Regions from separate parts of the Gossypium raimondii genome. Here region 1 is linked to region 2. Evidence: chromatin contacts called from public Hi-C data. All regions are on one chromosome and are shown on one strand. Each heading gives the region's core, a stretch centred on a gene start, on an enhancer-like site or on the middle of the called end of the contact. The rest is flanking DNA. Distances are from core to core; before and after follow the strand shown.

Evidence for each region. A called contact is a pair of places that touch in the nucleus more often than the background predicts.
Region 1: a contact with region 2 is called in a Hi-C map of leaf, with 2.7 times the contacts expected there. The contact joins the enhancer-like site here to the promoter of LOC105794177 in region 2. A contact is called at or near these places in 2 of 2 Hi-C or Micro-C datasets (both in leaf).

Annotation. Positions count from the first base shown.
Region 1 is chr3:36,318,855-36,321,686 of ASM2569854v1, forward strand. It overlaps LOC105794178 (sucrose transport protein SUC3), which reads right to left. Exons shown (of 13, transcript XM_052628305.1): 10 at 2,792-2,832; 11 at 2,630-2,693; 12 at 2,501-2,544; 13 at 1,752-2,224. The coding sequence ends at 2,057. Among protein-coding and RNA genes, the nearest start is that of LOC105794178, 6.1 kb to the right of the region's middle. Within about 2 kb of position 1,412, the one cell type or tissue checked has open chromatin away from gene starts, as enhancers often do. A contact at or near this core is called in leaf, where this site is marked.
Region 2 is chr3:36,202,421-36,205,120 of ASM2569854v1, forward strand. It overlaps LOC105794177 (homeobox-leucine zipper protein ATHB-13), which reads right to left and starts at 1,344. Exons shown (of 4, transcript XM_012623214.2): 1 at 1,182-1,344; 2 at 802-1,050; 3 at 317-693. The coding sequence starts at 928.

The DNA of each region.
Region 1 (2,832 bases), core at 162-2,661, 120 kb after region 2:
AAGGCTATCAAATATTAAAATTTGAACATTACAAACAACTTTAACGATTTCAATAATTCTTAATAAAAGAGAATTCAATAAAATTAATACTAGCTTACTTTAATGGCAACCATGAATAAAAATAGAAGTTGCTAATAACATATGTAGAGCATATTCAACAAATGTAACAAAATACTAACATAATAATTTTAACGTCGATTTCAACAATTTTTAATAAAAAGAATCCAATAAAATTAATACCAACTTGCTGCAATGGCAACCATATATAAAAATAGATCTTTTTCGTACCATCGTAGAACATATTCAACAAAAACAATAATATCATAATAATTCTAGCAATTTCAACAATTCTTAGTAAGAAATAATCTAACAAAAGTAACACTAACTTTATTACAATGACAACCATACATAATAACACAACTTCTTTATATTGTGCGTAGAACATATTCAACAATTATAACGATTATAATGACTTTGGCTATAAAAACACTTAAAATTTTACTATCATCATTTGCTAAACACAATAATAACACAACATTGGCTAGACAACTTTCGTAATATTAATTCATGTATTATGAAAAAAAACATTTGGTTAATTGAGTCGTAAAAACTTTACAAATGATTGAAATGGTTTAAGATTTGTAGATGTTTAAAAATATATTTAGGCGAGCTGTAGAAATTTCAATGAATCATAAAATGACATGAACTCAAGAGCTATATCCGTAACAACAAAATACAAAATTCTAAGTATTGAAAAATGGTCAAAAACACCTCGTTACCCATGAATTCGCATGAATTCGAATTCAAGATCATAATAATGAAATGTTTTTCATCATAAGTAAATGGTGTTCTATGTTGAATAAAAAGAACCGCAGATATTCGAGTTTATACATCTTAGAGTAGAATCGATTTTTATTTCTAAAGCTAATAAAATGAATTATTGCGTTGACAATACTACATTTTCTTTCTGGAAAAACTTAAAATGTTGATTACAGAGCTTGGCTAAAGGTATATGCTGATATGGCATATCTGTTTCATACAATTTCTCTTAAATCAATTGCAATATTCAGTATTCACCGAGTCAAGCTAGGCTGAAATTAACCAACTTCGTTACTGAGGAATGCTTTCACCTCAACAAACAACAACAAGAATGAAAGTGTAGTTGGTTTGTTAAATTTAAAAAAGGTCGGGAAGCTTTTCGTTTGGGAATAGGGAATAGTTCTTTTTTCAGAGAATGCTATCGAAAGAGAGGCAGGGACAAGGATTTCAGCATTCACATGGCAATTTTATGAGACTTCGCCAATCACAAACCGTACGGTTTAAGATTTTGCACCAGCATGAGTGATGGAGAATGGACATCACCGAATAAGGTTTATGCTCTTTATCCCAATGCAGCCCAAATATTTCAACGTGCGCTACACTTTCCACCTTAACAAAACCAAGCAGAGTTTGTGCAAGGTAGCAATCAGTCTGCACACCATCACATGCCATCCAGAAAAGCCTAGCCCAAAATAGCTGCTGCTGCCCACATTACACAGAAAGAAGCGCTAAATCTAAACTCCAAAGCAAATGGATGCTCAACAGAGAAGCGGTCAAGAATGCGGGAACACCAGGCACAGTACCAAACAAGCTTTAATATAATTGCTGCTAAATCGTACAAATCATCAATGCCTAATGCTTGATGTTAATGGGAGCCTATAAACATTTTAGCAGCTACTGCTCCATGATAAACTAGAAAATGACCATGGCAATGAGAAAAAGGGAATTGATCTTTATAATATGAGAAATGCTACAAGTAGAGTTTTCAAAGTAAATAAGACACTAATCATGCTGTGAATGTGTATATCCTTTTCAATATAGTGACTGCCAATTTACACTCTACACATAGTACACATACCCGCAACGGGGAAAAAATGAATGAATTTGGATTATGTATTATGCATATCTTTTAGTGTGAAAATTATGCATAGTAATGATGGTAGCCATCTTGTGATGACCACCGTTGCCGAACATCTTATACAGAGGGCTTGTTGCGTTATTAAGGCCATTTTGTTCCTTAGCCAAAATGAAAACCAGATGACTTGAAGGAACTTGCCAGATCAGGCAGCCTCAGAGTTGCAATAATCCCCGCAGCCAGAGCACAGAATGAAGCCAAAATAAAGGCTGGTATATTTCCTCCACCAAATAGAGCATCCCATGGACCAGCTCCCAGAGATACAATCATCTGAAGAAACCATTTATACATTAGAAATCAGATCCAACTAAATTGTGAAAGCACCAAGGGTACCATTTTTCCATTCAATTTACAACACAATAAAAAAATAATTTTCTATGCTTAAAAGATAATCAAAATACAAGGCACCTAAAATACTTAGATATTTGGAACTCAAATTGGGTACACTATGAGCTATGGAAAGAAAAACCAATCTTCGGAAGTAGTAAGAAACCTTCGGCAATAATGGCAGCTAAATTAAATACGACAATCAATCAATTTGTATACCTGTGGAATAACAATTGCAAGGTTCAAAACTCCAATTGCCAATCCTGCACGAACATACAAATTGTTACAATTTTCTAAGTTCTGCAACTGAAGAAAGCAGAAGCTATAGAAGATAAATGAAATATGAACCTTGACCACCACCAGAGTCAGCAGTCAACTCTGCTGTAACGGAAAATGGAACACTATAGGTGATCTGAGCAGAACAACACAAACAAATGAGCAAAAATACAACAATTTTTTCAAACAAACACTGAAGCATTTAGGAACCACTGCAAGTCATTTGAAACATACCGCTAGAGGAAACCCAAGAAGAGCAAATACAACCAAAGCGG
Region 2 (2,700 bases), core at 94-2,593:
ATTTATTGCCATGAGCTTCAAAACCATGATTAATCAGCCCATCATAAAGTATAGTAAACATGTGACAAGAAAACAGGTTTTGTTCAGGAAAGTACTGGCAGAAATAAGGTTCTAAAAATCATGACACCCTAGAAAGTCAATAAAGCATGATCATAATAGATCATAGTCTTCAAACTCAATTATTCAACTGTATACTCGTTTGATGAAATAGAAACTTTAAAGCGTTTCTTAACATAAAGCAAGGACGACATGATAAAGAAAAAATAAAAACAGAAAGGTGAATGAAGACGTATGTATATTTAGTTAAGATTATTACCTCAGCATGCAGCTTTTGGTTCTGAGTTTGGAGTGCATCATTATCTGCTTTGATTGCTTCGTACTGTCTCTTAAGGAGATCATAGTCTTTTTCAAGCTGCTTGGTTTTCCATCTAGCTCTTCTGTTTTGAAACCAAATAGCAATCTGCCTTGGTTGCAAACCAAGAGCCCGAGCCAGCTGCATTTTTCTCTCAGGTTCAAGCTTATTACCCAACTCAAAGTTCTTCTCAAGAGTCTTAACCTGTTCCATGTTAAGTCTCCTCTTCTTTTCTCCTGCCTGTGAACCATCATCTGATAAATCATCCTCCCCATTTGCTTCTTCGCACACATCTATCCCTGAAAATGACATTGATCTCTTCCCAAGAAATGATGCCACACCTAAAAGGAAAAATCAAAATCTTCAATCATATATACTTTTCATATATAAACTGCTAAACCCTTATTTTTTTCTATTCAGTAGAGATAGATAGATATAAAAAAAAATACCGTGGAAGTCTTGGGGCGGGCAAGAAGGAAGCATTTGATTGATAGAAGTTGAGGGTTGATGATCTTCTTCATGAGGAGATTGGAGCATGAAATTTGCTGGGAAAAAAGCCATCCCATTGCAAGACATGACCCAGCACAGCAGTCAGGGTCTTAATAAGCCTCTACTACTACTAACAAAACTCTATGTTCATCATCTGATGACTGTCATGCTGTTGTTCGAGGAAAGAAGGCTATGCAGCAGATCCTCGGCTAGGATTGGACACAAAGTTTAATGTGAGAAAAGCAGAAGATAGATTTGATTATGAAATAATAAGGAAAATTGGAATTTCTTGAATTGGAAGGTGATGCAGTGATTTGTTAAAAGGGGATAGCTTATATACCTTATCAACTACTTGCAAAAAAGCTATCTTTCTTGTATAATATATTTTCTGAGAGGGGAGAGAGAGATATGCATGAATGATGAATACAGTTCTGCTTCCCCTTATATCAGGATGGATTTATTTGATTAAGGAATATGTTTTTAATTTTATTTTATTTTTATAAATAGGACTTTGCTTTTGCTATCGCAGAGGGAAAAGATGTCATTTAAAAAAAAAAAAAAAACAGTAAACAAAATTTCGTAAGAAGTGGTTTAAAAAAAATAGCAACAAATTTTGAAACACGCATTTGCTTGTTTAGGACAAAAGTGAGAAAAGAAAAAGAAGGCATAGTTAGAAAATTAAATGGGAACTAAACCTGGTAATAGTAATGTGATGCCTCCGAAAACATTATCAAAGAGTGATTCCAATACCATCCTAACTCCAATTATTTGAGGTCATTTTCATTGTATTAGTCTTTTTTTCTCTACCACTTAAGAGACAATGGCGTATTCATGTTTTAATAATGTGAACTGGGTGACTTAGAAAGAGGAAAAATAATATAATATACATAAAATAGGCCTAACCAAATTTGATTTTGTTTTTGTTTAAACAAATTAATTAAGAAGAAAAGCAAAGTGTTCATATGGGTGAAAAAGAGTTTAGGGTTTCTTAGAAAGAGAAAATTGTGATATTTTATGGTGTAATGGGTGTGTGAAGAGAATAAGAGTTGCTTAAGAGAAAAGAGAAATGAGTTGGATCAGTCATGGATGATTAGATATGTTTTGGGGTGTAAAGTGAGGGGGATTTACAATGAGAGAAAGAGAGAGAAGGAATCTAGGGAATGGGTCCAAAAGGGGGGGCAGGGCAGGGACTACCACCTAACCACCAACAGGTATCGTGCATTAGACCTCTTTCCCATCCATTATCCTTTTATCAGTTTCAGTCCTCTGTATTTGAATGCGTATCCATTTCAAACTTCTTTAATTTTTAAGTTTATTTCTTTCTTTTTTCCATCATCTTTTGTAAAAAAAAATGTAAGATTGAAAAGCCGAAACAAAAACTCCTGTTTTAAGGACCCAAGAAGAGCTGGTCTGTTTTGTCTTTGAGCCCCATCTGTCCATCTCTATCTCAATCAATGCTTTCCTTTCTTGCCTCATGCACTCACTCGTTTCATGTCCTATCCTCGTCTTCCCTTTCTTAACTTCACTAATATCACTCCACCTTCTCACTTAATAATTGATACATGATCTCAAAAGAAAAAAAAAAAAACCCAGAGTTTGAATTCGGTCTATGAACTTCCTAAACAAAATCAGGATATCTGATTAAACATGGATGCTTACATTATCATATGGATTAAGGGTGCCAGTCGGTCTTATTACGCCCCTCATCCAACTTTCACCATTCGATATATGGTTATAACCTAACCAACAACGGTACCTCTATCACTTCAAAAATCTCTTTACTGTTGCTACCCATGTCTTGTTTGATATATATGTATATTTTTAACCTTATTGAGCTGTGGACTTCGTTTGAAGTGTAG